4 separate regions of the Mus musculus genome follow, and regions 2, 3 and 4 are each linked to region 1. A link is a contact called in public HiChIP or PLAC-seq, Micro-C and promoter capture Hi-C data. All regions are on one chromosome and are shown on one strand. Each heading gives the region's core, a stretch centred on a gene start, on an enhancer-like site or on the middle of the called end of the contact. The rest is flanking DNA. Distances are from core to core; before and after follow the strand shown.

Region 1 (2,988 bases), core at 347-2,846:
AATCCCAGCACTCGGGAGGCAGAGGCAGGCAGATTTCTGAGTTCGAAGCCAGCCTGGTCTACAAAGTGAGTTCCAGGACAGCCAGGGCTATACAGAGAAACCCTGTCTCAAAAAACAAACAAAAAAAAAAAGAAGAAGAGGAAGAAGAAGAAAGAGAGAGAGAGAGAGAGAGACAGAGAGAGAGAGAGAGAGAAAGAAAAAGAAAGAAAGAAAGAAAGAAAGAAAGAAAGAAAGAAAGAAAGAAAGAAAGAAAGAAAGAAAGAAAAGAAATCACCTTCTAAAATGTGATTGGTGATGGGTACGATGAGGTGAAGTGGGGTGTGGCTCCACACAGCCATGCAGGGTCCCTCGGATGGAGGCTGCACCTCCTCCAAAATGTGGCTTGAAGCTTGGGACTAAGAACTGCATTCATCAGGCAGGAGGGGAGAAGAGAGAACTTAGTGGTGGTTGTGGGCAGGGGCAGGCTCCTGTGGGTCCAGCTGTACCACAGACGTGGGGTTCCTTTCCATCCCCCTGCAGCAGGGAGTGCCAGGCTGCCACTGTGTCTTCGCTTGAGCCCTTTGTGTGCACGGGCTCCACCTCTGCCACTTCAACCAGCAGAAGTGAAAAATGTCACAAGGGAAAAGCCCAGCTCCAGCCCAGCAAGATGGCTCAGTGGGTTAAGGTGCTTGCTGCTAAACCTAATGACCTGAGTTCACTTCTGGGATATAAATGGTAGGAAGAGAGAATCAACTCCTGCAAGGTGTCCTGATGTGTGTATGTGCACATGCACATGCGCATACACACACACACACACACACACACACACACACACACACACACACACACACACACACTTAATGCATGTCTTGAGTATGTGGTCGTCTGAGACTCAGCTCTCAGTAGGGTATGTCTTTCTACCTTCCCAGGGACAGGGTGAAGCAGGACCTATTGGACTGTTGTCCCTCTGCACTGGCTGTTGACGGGTACCATGTGTGTCCACCCCCAACCCCCATTCCTGTTTACTTTTTACCTTAAAACAGAATTTTACTAAGTCATCCGAGGTTGGCCTTGAACTTTGCTCAGTCAGCCTTTGAATTTGTGATCCTCCTGCCTCCAATTCTCAAGTAGGAGTAGCTCAGACTATAGGCCTGTACCACCAGTCCCAGCTTGGGTACCGTGTCATGAAGCCCCACCCCCACCCCCACCCCCGAGATCAGCACTTCCGGAATATTCTTCCCACCTAGTGGTGGTCACTTCCTGTTGCTCGCTACAGAACAGGGCTATCACACAGAAATCTAAAGAGACTAATGGGCTTTGGGGATGGTATGGAGTAGGGAGATGAGAGTTGACATCTGCTTCTTAGGGGTGCCTTAATAAAGAGCCTGCCATCCTTGAAGTGGGCAAGACCCAAAGTGCCAAAGCTCCTCGGAAAAGCTGGGCAGACATGAGAATCGCTGTGCTCAGCACAGGGCTGGCTAACAGACCTTGAGGGAGGGGCTAGGAAACTATTTTTTGCTAACCCAAGAACTAAAGCAGCTCTCGCTGACGACGCTTCTCAGGCAGAGCCGCACACCTCTCTCCCTTCTCTTCCCCATTTTCTGATCTGTACTTTGCTGACTCATGCCTTAGAGCTGGAAGGAGGGGGAGCCAGACTGGCTCATTGACCTTTTTTCCCCCTCTCTTTAGTGACTCAGCTGTGATTCACATTTTAATTAATGTGTGGTGGGGGTGGGGCCTGCAGGGACCAGGGACAGTCTATCCAGTTGCACCTTACCCCGGTTCGGGTACAAGAATCAGACCTGAAAGAAGTGGGTGGCCCGAATGTACTATGAATCCCTCCTGATTCTGGGCCCCCACTGGGACGCCAAGATCCAGGGCAAGTGAATCTCTACGCAGAGCTGCAGTTTGGAAAGTTAGTCTGAGGTCAGGATGGAACCAGGCCGGAGCTCTCCTGGGACAGCTAAGGATCATGGGAATGTGCTGTCATTTCCTGGGCTGCTTTTTGGCTAGCAGCTGGGGTCCTCATCTGGCCTCCTTCCTCTGGGCTGGAAACTTGTCAGAGCCAATCACAGGCAGCTTTACTCAGAAAAAGAGAATGATAACAGCCAATCACAGTCAGCTTTGCTCAGAGAATGAGAAAAGTCCCATTTGGCCGCTCCCTGGGTCTGATCAGCACTTTTCCTGAACAATCAAGTGTAAGCCTCACTCCTTATACCAGGAGGAATACTTTTTATATCCTTCTCCATCCTCCTGAGAAGGAAACTGAGGCTGGGTTTCCAGTGGGGACAATTGAGAAAAAATAGGGACGGAAGGAGCTGGGGATGGCTCAGTTGATAAAGTGCTTGCTGGGTAAACATAAAGACCTGCGTTCCATCCTGTTCGTGTGCAAGTGACCGTGTGTGTGTGTGTGTGTGTGTGTGTGCACACGCGCGCGTGTGCGCTTCTGGCTCTCTCTGTCTGCCAACACACACAGGTCTTGGAGGTCAAAGGATAGCTTGGGTCCTCAGGCCTGGCACCTTTTCCCACAGAGCCCATCTTTTTTACTGGATGGGTAATGTTCCACTGTACACAGGAAACACAGTTCCATGAGGTGTATTCTAGATTTGCTGCAGTTTTCTTCATACTGAGGTAGGACCCAGGCTCTTTTGTCCTTTTGGCTCTGCGCCCTCAGCCCACAGCGCCATCTCCCTGTCCCTCTGTAGTCATCTACAAGCAAGAGGAAAAGCGTCCAAAAGCACTGAGAAGTGTTTCTGTCCTGGACAGAAAGCAGTCCACAGCATATCCCACCCCAAACTGCCAGCACTTCCAGCTCAGCATCCAGGAGACGGGGAAAGACCCAGCCTCTGCCAGGCCCTCCCTGGGGCACCCACTTCACACCCTAACCTCTGGTCAGGGGCAGCTGGATTCTCTTGTTCCCCACAGAAAATGAGGCAGTCTGAAGCAAAGCTCAGTTTACTGAGGAAAAGGTTTTTAAATGTTTACATTTATTTATTGTGCACATGTATA
Region 2 (2,988 bases), core at 162-2,661, 400 kb before region 1:
TCTCTCTTGATAATGTAGTTACTGTGCAGACTACAACTCACAGTAGAGGCGAGGACAGCTTGCAGGAGTCTCTATGTCCTCTCACTGCGTGGCTCCTGGGGATCTCACACATTATTAGGTTTGGTGGCAAGAGCCTATACCTATAGAGCCTCCGAACCAAAAGCTCCCAGTATTCCCAATGCTCCAATCCATTATTAAGAAAACCCCTTTCTTAATTAACTGCCAATCAACTGTCACACCCTAAAACATCACCAAGGAAGGATCTGAGGAAACAGGCATAAAGCTGACCACTGGGGAGCTATTCTGGCCCGCCTTCAAAAGATAGCCATCTAGTGGGAAAGAAGGCCTGGCACCTTGCCCCTAGTTCATCTCGACCCATGAAGGGAATGGCTTTGTCAGACAAGCCTTCCTGAGAGGATATAACCCTTGCCCAGGGAGTGTCTAGGCTAAGGGCAGAGCCACAGCCTTGCTTAGGGAGCACCAGGAAAAAGCACAGTTCGCCCTTACCCAGTTCCCAACTTCCTGTGCACATAGACAATCTTGCTCCACAGCTGCCCACCTAACATTATTCACATCCCTGTCCTTTCAGGTGTCCTCTGACAAGGGAGACAGAGCCCTAAGTGGCTTCCACTTTGAGAAGACCTGGCCCTACTCTGGAAACATTCCTCCATTCAATGAGTGAGGCAGACCTAGGTACAAGCACTAGATATAGAGATGGTCAGAGCTTGGACAGACAGGGAGCATCCAACAGAGGCTGCCCATTGTCGGTAGCAGGGGCTCTTCAGGGGTTTGGGGGGGTAGCTCCAACAAGGGGCAGTGCTTTGAAAAATCGGTCTAAACCAAGGTCTCCCCTTCCTCCAGATTCCTCGGACAGCTTCTACAGTAACCCGCCCATCAGCCTCCATCCCCGGTCTTTCCTCCATGATTCTCCCCGGCCTCCGCCACCCAAGCCCCTTCCTTCTTCACTGATCTCGCCTAGCAGCCTTCATTCAAGGCCCCCTGCAGGTGACCCGCCTCACTGGCTGCACACAAGTCACCAACCTTCGCCAGCCCAGCCCGCGCCTCAGCACCAGCCTCCACACCGCCAAACCCATCCCCATCCCCACCGCCCGGCCCGCCCAGCCCCCTCCCGGCCCCGCCCCCCACCTCGCCGCGCCGCCCTCCCTCCGCCGCCTCCCGCGTCCCCTCCTCCTCACAACCGGGCGCGCTCGCCTCAGACGCCAGGCCTCACCTTGACTCGCTCCAGCTGCTTGAGAACGTGTTCCCGCCGCCGCCCCACCGCCCGCTTCCCCCCGGTCCCCCCAGGGCCTCCGCCGGCGCTCCCGGCCCCGCTGTTCCGCTCCGATTTCGAGCTGGGCGCCATTTTCACCCCCTCCCTCCACTTCCGGAGCAACCGGTCCCTTAGCCCCGCCCCTGGCACTTTCTGATTGGCCTTTTCTCCTTACTGCGGCCGGCCGGTTGGGTGACAGCCGGCATTCCTTGTCGCTTCCCGCTACGCTTGTCCATCAAAGCTATCTTGGTTTTTGGTTGGTAAAGATGGTAACAGCTCCCGCCTTATTCCCGCCCTTCATTAAAGATAAACCACTCAGAAACCACTTTGGCGCTCCTCGGCCAAAAAACTTCAACTGAATAGGCGAAGATTTCTGTCAGGCTTGACATTGTCACGCCCCTGAGTGGGTTTCCGTGGAAACCACTGGCCGTCCAGCGGCCTGTGGGCGGGGCTATGGGAACCTGTGGTCCATAAGGGCCAGAATCTCCAGCCCTGGCTCTGGCTCAGGCTGGGAGGGCCGAGGCCTGAGGAGCATCCCTGGGCAGCTAGGGAGGAGACCAGGAAAAGGCGGTGGGGAAAAAAATGGCTCGTTTTAAAACATCTTCCAGGCCGGGCGTGATGGTTCACGCCTTTCCAGCACTTACGAGGCAGAGGCAAGTGGATCTCTTTGAGTTTGAGGCCAGCCTGAGTGAGTTCTAGGATAGCCAGGGCTACACAGAGAGACTCTTGTCTCAGAAAAACAAACAAAGAAACAAAACAAAGCATCTTCCGGACGACGATGACGATGATAGCATCAGACAGATATCATGCTGTTTTTAAAAAAATTAATTTCCATGGGTCAGGCGTGGTTCTGAGTTTGCACCTCCTGTGGAAGGCCTGTTAAGCCTATCATACTAATTAATAATGGTAATAAATATTACGGGACATGACAGCTTCATGCACCAGTTTTGCCTACATTCACTCAATCTCTGCAATGGTCCTTTATTTTACACGTGGAACAGGCATAAAGTGAACTCCCCTGAAGACATGGCACTTGTGTACCCAGACTGCTGGCTGCTCTTTTTACAGCCACATTCGGTTTATTGAGAACCCAGCTAACAGGACAGGTCATAAACAAGGAAATGAGTACCTGTCCTTGAATTCCAGGTATGGGTAGAAAGGCAGTTGGATGCAAAGTAGCTTTGTGAAGCGGGGGAGGAGGAATATTCCAGCAAAGACAAAGGTTTCTGGAGAGGTTCAAGACTAACCTGCCATGATGTATGGATTAGTGATGGGGACACTGCTGAGAGACTTACTAGGTGATCTCTTCTTTATGCAAAGACTGGAGGGCTCACTAGCAGCCCCCCTCCCCCCAGCATGAGGAGAAAATATGACCATGCATGTGCAGACCCAGCCTCAGCTGAATCATAGACTAGTGGACCCAGAGCAGGAGGGAAAGGAAGAGCAAGGAGGCAGTGTGTGTGTGTGTGTGTGTGTGTGTGTGTGTGTGTGTGTGTGTGTGTGTGTTTGTGTGTATGTGTGTGCGCGCGCACAGTGTACAGATGAGATTTTGCCCATGAAAGTGTATGAAAAGACAAGAGGTCAAAAATGGTCTTCTCACTCTCCACCTTAATTTAGGGATGAGTTGTTTGTTTGGTTGGTTGGTTGGTTTTGGTTTTGGTTTTGGTTTTGGTTTTGGTTTCTTAGGGCCTCACTGTATAGCCTTGGCTGACCTGGAG
Region 3 (2,988 bases), core at 139-2,638, 330 kb before region 1:
CAAGCAAAATTTTTGATAAGGTCCTACTGCAGTCTCCCCATTCTGCCTCCCCAACTGGCTTCTTCCCTGCTGGCTGGGAGCTGGGCCTTGAGGCCCATGGCAGTTACCTTCCTGAGGCTCTGGAATCCCTTGTCCTGGTCTGATGCTTCTGCTAGAATTCTGATGAATCCTTGCCCTATCTCTGTGTCCTATGTCCCATGCCCCCTGCACTCCTCCACCCCCATTTGTGTGTGTGGAGGTCAGAGGACAACCTGAAGTCAAAGTTGGGTCTTCAGGGTTAGAGGCAGACTGTTTACTCACTGAGTCAGCCTGCTAGCAACCCAAACTTATTTTTTATGGTACTGACAGAGAAGCAAATTCTTGGTCTCGTAAACGCTATACACTAACTACAAACTTCCAAAAGTTAGATCCAATGATTTCTAACCACCCTACAGCACAGACCCATACCCAGTCACACTTCTCACCCCTCACCCCCCAAACTGAAGGAATTATGACTGCTAGAAGTCCCCGTCTCTGGGACCCCTCATCTGAACCAAGTGTCCCCTACTTAGCACTGTCTTAACAGCCACTCCTGCCTACCTTCTTCACTGCAGACCCCGCACCCAGTGGCAAACAGACATGAAATGTCACTTGGCAAATGAATAAATGATTTCCAGGTTCAGAAAGGATTATAAGCTTCCCTTTGTAAGTTTCACAACTCCTGACCCCCCAGGTAGAATCAGAGATCACCACATACCCCACAATATCTCTACTACCCTGTGCAATAAAGGAACTAAATATACCCTGCTTCATGCTCTCAGCTATACACTGTGGATTCCTTAGTTTCTAAGATACTGGCATCAAATACATTTAAACACCCCAAAAAACTGAAAGCCTTCTCCACCCAACCCCTAAACCACCTGCATAGACACCTGCTGCTGCTTCTCCTCCAAGGCGGTGGCCAGCATCCTGTGTCTTTGCCTTGTCAGGCCGGGTCAGCTTTTTGCCTGCAGAATTCCGGGTGGTGTAGCAGTAGACAGAAGTGTAGCCCTGGCTGGTGAGTGGGCAAAAGCGTCGAGTGTGGGCATGCTCCTGAGTGGCCCCACACTGGGGACACACATAATCCCGCAAAATGGGACACAGCACCCGCCCTGCCTCATCCTTCAGGACATGGGACTGATAGATGGCACGGGACTCGCCATTGTGTTTGCAGAATGAACATAAGCGTTCAGGAGCTGCAGAGGATTCCTTGCTGGCTTGCTGGCTTTCTGAACTTGGCTTGGGCTCTGGTTTGGGATCCAGCCTTACATCAAGCTCCTCTTCCTTATGCAGAGCCCCAACCAGTCTTGCCAGACCTAGGTAATCTGTCCAAAGATTGAAAGTCCCCATGGCTGGGCAGAGGAGCAGAGAAGAAACCCAACCTGGCTCCAACTTCCTTACTACCCTGAAGCTCAGGCTTCTTTGGCTACTTTCCTTTTACTTAGAGGGGGTGTAAAAGGGTGGAGCAGGCAGGCTGGGGGGGTCCCTCATTGTCACTGGGGGGCTTCCTATACACCTGCGCAGGGGGTATATGGTGTTTGTGTGGGCTGAAAGTAGCCAGATGCAGACTGAAGCTACTGACCGCCCTAGGCTTCCCCCGGGTCTCCTCCCCCTTCCTGTGGGAGGTTAACCCCTGTGAGGAGGGAGTTGGATGGCTAAGAATTCTGCCCCAGGGTTTAACACTAACAGATTTACTAATTTTTTTCTTCTCTCTCCCCTAAGGCAGGGGGTGGGAGGTGGGGGGTATCATGTGGCCTTGAGTTTCTTTCTCTCTTTCTTTCTTTCTTTCTTTCTTTCTTTCTTTCTTTCTTTCTTTCTTTCTTTCTTTCTTTCTTTCTTTCTTTCTTTCTTTCTCTCTTTCTTCCTGTATTTTTGGGGTTTTTTTGTTTTGTTTTTTTGAGACAGGGTTTCTCTGTGTAGCCCTGGCTGTCCTGGAACTCACTCTGTAGACCAGGCTGGCCTTGAACTCAGAAATTCGCCTGCCTCTGCCTCCCAAGTACTGGGATTAAAGGCGTGCAAGAAACAAGAAACAAGAGTTTCTTGTTAGGTGGGGTAATGCAGAAATCCCAATTCCTAGGAAGGAGGCCTGAGTGTGGAAGTGGGGCTGGGGGTAGGAAAATGACAACTGGGTCTCAAAGCTCTGGTTTCACTAACAGACTTTCATGTCCTGGAGAACTTAGTCTTGAGGTGTGAATTAAAGTAAAGAAAGAAGAAAAGAGAAAAAGAGTGTAAGTACGATAGAGAAGAAGAGAGAAGAAAACAGAAGAGAAGAAGAAAACAAAATGTCTGAATTATATAGGGAAGAGCCTCTGGGGGGGCGGGGGAGGGCAGTCCAGCTCCTGGGCTAGAAAGTTCAAGGTTGGGGGCAGAGTATGCCAGGTAGGGACTGAGGAATGCTGGGAGAACCTGGAGGCCAGGTCTGCTTTGATGTGTAAAATACGCACCTCAGTCCTGCAGTCTAAACCAAACAAAGAATGCTCCTAGTGGGTAGAGAAGTGGTTTGTTTTTGTAGATAAAAGGGACAATTACAGGCAGGGGCAGGGGCAAGGACACCTAGGAGTCTCCAGAGTGGACATGACCAGCAGACTAAGCCAGGCATGAAGGAAAGGGGAACAAGAAAAAGAAGACAAGCCGGGCGTGGTGGCGTACCCCTTTAATCCCAGCACTCGGGAGGCTGAGGCAGGCGGATTTCTGAGTTCGAGGCCAGCCTGGTCTACAAAGTGAGTTCCAGGACAGCCAGGGCTACACAGAAAAACCCTGCCTTAAAAAACCAAAAAAAGAAAAGAAAAAGAAGACAAAAGAAAAAAGGAGCATCTAACCAAAAAGGTTGGCCTATATATGAACCAGAGAAGCTGCAGGAAGGGAAAGCCCAGCCTAGTTCCTTGGCTAGAGAAGTTCAGGGTAAAGGACAAGATATGTCAACAAGGAGGACCCTGTTAAAGGAACTGAGGGATGCTGCGAGAACATGGC
Region 4 (2,988 bases), core at 290-2,789, 300 kb before region 1:
TCAAATTTCTGATCCTCCTGTCTCCGCACCTGAGTACTGCACCATCCCTGGCTTCCACAGTCCTGGTGATTGAACTCCGGCCCTGGGCATGCCAGGCGAGCACTCCACTCTTTGAGCTACATCTTTGTCTCCTGTTTAGTTGACAGAGACAGGGTTTCTTGTAGTCTGGGCTAGCCTCAAACTTGCCATGAAACTAACGGCGGACTTGAGCTCCGCATTCTCTTTCCTGCAACTCTCAAGTGCTAGGGTTATGGGCATGGGCCACCAACTCCAGCTCAGGCGGCCTTGTCTTTATGGAGAGAGTGTAGACATTCCTGGGATTGTCTCTGCCGCCTCAGTTTTTCCATCTGTGAATGGGAACTTTTGGAGATGCAGTGGAACAGAGCACACTCTCTAGTCTCCCATAGGGTGCTGAGGTCTCCTCATATCCTGTGTTGAATGTCCTCAGTGGACATGGAGGTGTGTCTTCCTAGCTGGCCATGGGGAAGGATTGAGGGTGGTGGCGTGGGCGTGAGAATTCTTGGGTAGGGAAGGACAGCATCATGCCGGGCATGGCTGAGTCACACTCGAGCGGCGCCTTGCCTCAGGCTGCTGGAGCTAGAACTGGCGCCACCCTGGGTGTGGCTACTGAGCTGTGGCCCTGGGCAGAGCAGGGCTGGGTGGCAGGATGGGCACATGGGCCTTGAGGGACTCGGGGGAGCAAATCTGGGATGCCCGGTGATACCTCCCTTTTGTCTCCTGTGTACATTTGGGGCTCTGGAACCCTAAGCTTTGGGCCTGGGAATAATAATAATTATCGATCTATTAATAAAAGTTTTTGAGGCATGATCTAATGTAATGTAGTCCATGCTGGCCTGGAACTGGATAAGTAGTCCAGGATGTCCTTGAACTGGTCCTTAGGCCTCCACCTCCTGAATGCTAGGCTTACTTGTGTGCACCATGATGAAGGGTTTCTGCTTTAAGATGGGACCTGCTGACTCCATGCTTCCAGCAAAATAGCCAAGCACTCTCTACCCACAGTCAACTTTGGGGGTCGAGACACAGTCTCATTTCATAGCCTACCGCGGTCTTGAACACATGGCAGTCCTCCTGGCTCAGCCTCCTGAATGGTAGACTGACAGAGACGCCTCACAATGCCTGGCTGGTTCCTGGAAGTTTTGCGGAGTTAAGGGAGTGAGCCAAGCCTTCCAGAAGACAGTGGGTGATGGAGGTCAGCGCTCCTATCTCCAGTCCCAGGCCAGGCCAGGACCTGGGATGAACTTCACCCTGGGAGCACTGATTGGCTTGAGGGGAACCCAGCACCGCAAACAGAATGTTAAGGAATAGAGTGGGGGATCTGGTTGTTGGACTGTGTGGCTGGCGGGCAGCGAGGGTGGGACGTGGCTGTCGTCTTTGCCTATTTATACCAAGTGATTCAGCCCTCCCTCACCCCTTCCTGCGCCCCCTCCACTCGCGGCTAGGCACTAGGCCCACCCACTTGCCTATGCCCTGCCCCCCAACCCGGGCGGGTTGTCTGGTTCCTGCGTGGGGACGGACGTGGAGGGCAGGCATCTGTGCCGCAGGTCGGGTTGGCCCCAACCCAGCCGCCCAGCTCCTGGGAAGAGTGGGCCATTAGCGAGCGCTGGTGGCTGGGGCGGGGGCGGAGCTGGGCGGAGACTGCAGCCCTTGGTATTTTCCGATCCTCGCTGCTTCGCGAGAGTGGAAAGTATTTGAGGATCAGGGTTGGGGACGACCGGAGGGCCTCTGCCCTGGTTCTTTCTTGGGGTTCACTGTGGGTCCTCCAGGGATGCCGAGGGCTTGAAGGCTGTGTGTGCTAATTTAACTGACTGGGATACCACAGCCCAAGGCCCCCCGCCCTGTTTCTCAAGCCCTCCAGCTCCAGGACTTCTGTCCCTTTGAGTCTCCCTGTGAGACTAAGAGTCAGTACAGGGTGTCCCAGCTCCTGGACACCTGCGTGGTAATGCCCCCTCCACGCCAGACACAGACCTCTGGTGTGTGTGAGGATGGGAGTGGCCTTGGCTGCAGCCTTGGGCTCTTTGTAGGGGAAACCCCACAGGAAACCAGCCTGGCCAAATGGCCGCCCTTCCCGTTCTGGTCCCTGGGACGAATATGCTGTCTCACTTCCGGAGGTGATTGGGGAGGCTGGTCAGCCTGTGGACCTGGGCTGCCCCCAGAACCCAAAGAGACAGAGGTGGATTGGGGCTGGAGACTGTGTGTGTGTGTGTGTGTGTGTGTGTGTAAGCACGCGTACTGGGGAAGACACATCAGAATATCTCAATCCTTATTCCTCATTCCTCAGACATCGGTGATGCCAGATCTAGACGTTAAATCCACTGTCCTGCCTGTCACTGCCTGATATGACTGAATGCTTCTGTCCTTGATGTCACCCAGGAACTCTTCCAATTATTGGGAAGTAGAGATTTTCTTTTTTTTTAAGACTTATTTTTTTACTTTTGTGTATGTGTTGGGTATGTGCATGTATGTGTAGGTGCCTAAAGGGTCCAGAAGAGGGCGCCACATGTGAGCCGGGAAACCAAATTCAGGTTCTCAGAAAGCAATATGCAGTCTAAACTATTGAGTCATCTTTCCAGCCCTGAACTTGTTTTCTTTTTTTTTTTTTAAGATTTATTATTATATGTAAGTACGCTGTAGCTGTCTTTAGACACTCCAGAAGAGGGTGTTAGATCTCATTACGGATGGTTGTGAGCTACCATGTGGTGGCTAGGATTTGAACTCAGGACCTTCGGAAGGGCAGTCAGTGCTCTTACCCGCTGAGCCATCTCTCTAGCCCTAAACTTATCTTTTTTAGAGTCTCATGTATCCCAGGTTGCCCTCCAGCTTGCTCTGTAGACACATTTCTTGTTTTTATTTTTATTTTGTTTTTCCTAGACAGGCTTTCTCTGTGTAGTCCTGGCTGTCCTGGAACTTCCTCTGTAGACCAGGCTGGCCTTAAACTTCCTGAGACATACCTGCTAATGCCTGCGGAGT

Evidence for each region. Promoter capture Hi-C pulls out the DNA fragments that hold promoters and counts their contacts. Hi-C and Micro-C count contacts between places; a contact is called where the count stands out from the background. HiChIP or PLAC-seq counts read pairs in DNA pulled down with a chosen protein or histone mark.
Region 2: a Micro-C map of embryonic stem cells shows a contact between it and region 1, with 3 times the contacts expected there. The contact joins the promoter of Dcaf15 here to the enhancer-like site in region 1. A contact is called at or near these places in 1 of 39 promoter capture datasets (hippocampal neurons), 1 of 484 Hi-C or Micro-C datasets (embryonic stem cells) and 1 of 115 datasets of contacts at active chromatin or transcription factors (embryonic stem cells).
Region 3: a contact with region 1 is called in a promoter capture Hi-C map of trophoblast stem cells, with 6 times the contacts expected there. The contact joins the promoter of Nanos3 here to the enhancer-like site in region 1. A contact is called at or near these places in 4 of 39 promoter capture datasets (the C10 cell line, liver and trophoblast stem cells), 6 of 484 Hi-C or Micro-C datasets (the Ba/F3 cell line, bone marrow-derived macrophages, brown adipocytes and 2 more), 2 of 115 datasets of contacts at active chromatin or transcription factors (both in embryonic stem cells) and 1 of 9 other capture datasets (macrophages).
Region 4: an H3K27ac HiChIP or PLAC-seq map of microglia shows a contact between it and region 1, with 6 times the contacts expected there. The contact joins two enhancer-like sites. A contact is called at or near these places in 2 of 39 promoter capture datasets (cranial neural crest and embryonic stem cells), 1 of 15 datasets of contacts at CTCF or cohesin (the NIH/3T3 cell line), 2 of 484 Hi-C or Micro-C datasets (brown adipocytes and embryonic stem cells) and 4 of 115 datasets of contacts at active chromatin or transcription factors (the NIH/3T3 cell line, bone marrow-derived dendritic cells, embryonic stem cells and 1 more).

Annotation. Positions count from the first base shown.
Region 1 is chr8:84,500,180-84,503,167 of GRCm38.p6, forward strand. All of the region lies in intron 3 of Cacna1a (calcium channel, voltage-dependent, P/Q type, alpha 1A subunit), which reads left to right. Among named protein-coding and RNA genes, the nearest start is that of Cacna1a, 86 kb to the left of the region's middle. Within about 2 kb of position 1,597, at least 126 of the 459 cell types and tissues checked have an H3K27ac peak or open chromatin away from gene starts, as enhancers often do. A contact at or near this core is called in the Ba/F3 cell line, the NIH/3T3 cell line, bone marrow-derived dendritic cells and 6 more, where this site is marked.
Region 2 is chr8:84,103,386-84,106,373 of GRCm38.p6, forward strand. Dcaf15 (DDB1 and CUL4 associated factor 15) reads right to left here and starts at 1,412. Exons shown (of 13, transcript NM_001357322.1): 1 at 1,232-1,412. The coding sequence starts at 1,363.
Region 3 is chr8:84,175,164-84,178,151 of GRCm38.p6, forward strand. Nanos3 (nanos C2HC-type zinc finger 3) reads right to left here and starts at 1,389. Exons shown (of 2, transcript NM_001357361.1): 1 at 912-1,389. The coding sequence starts at 1,368.
Region 4 is chr8:84,202,117-84,205,104 of GRCm38.p6, forward strand. No RefSeq gene overlaps it. Among named protein-coding and RNA genes, the nearest start is that of Mir23a, 4.9 kb to the right of the region's middle. Within about 2 kb of position 1,540, at least 381 of the 459 cell types and tissues checked have an H3K27ac peak or open chromatin away from gene starts, as enhancers often do. A contact at or near this core is called in the NIH/3T3 cell line, bone marrow-derived dendritic cells, brown adipocytes and 2 more, where this site is marked.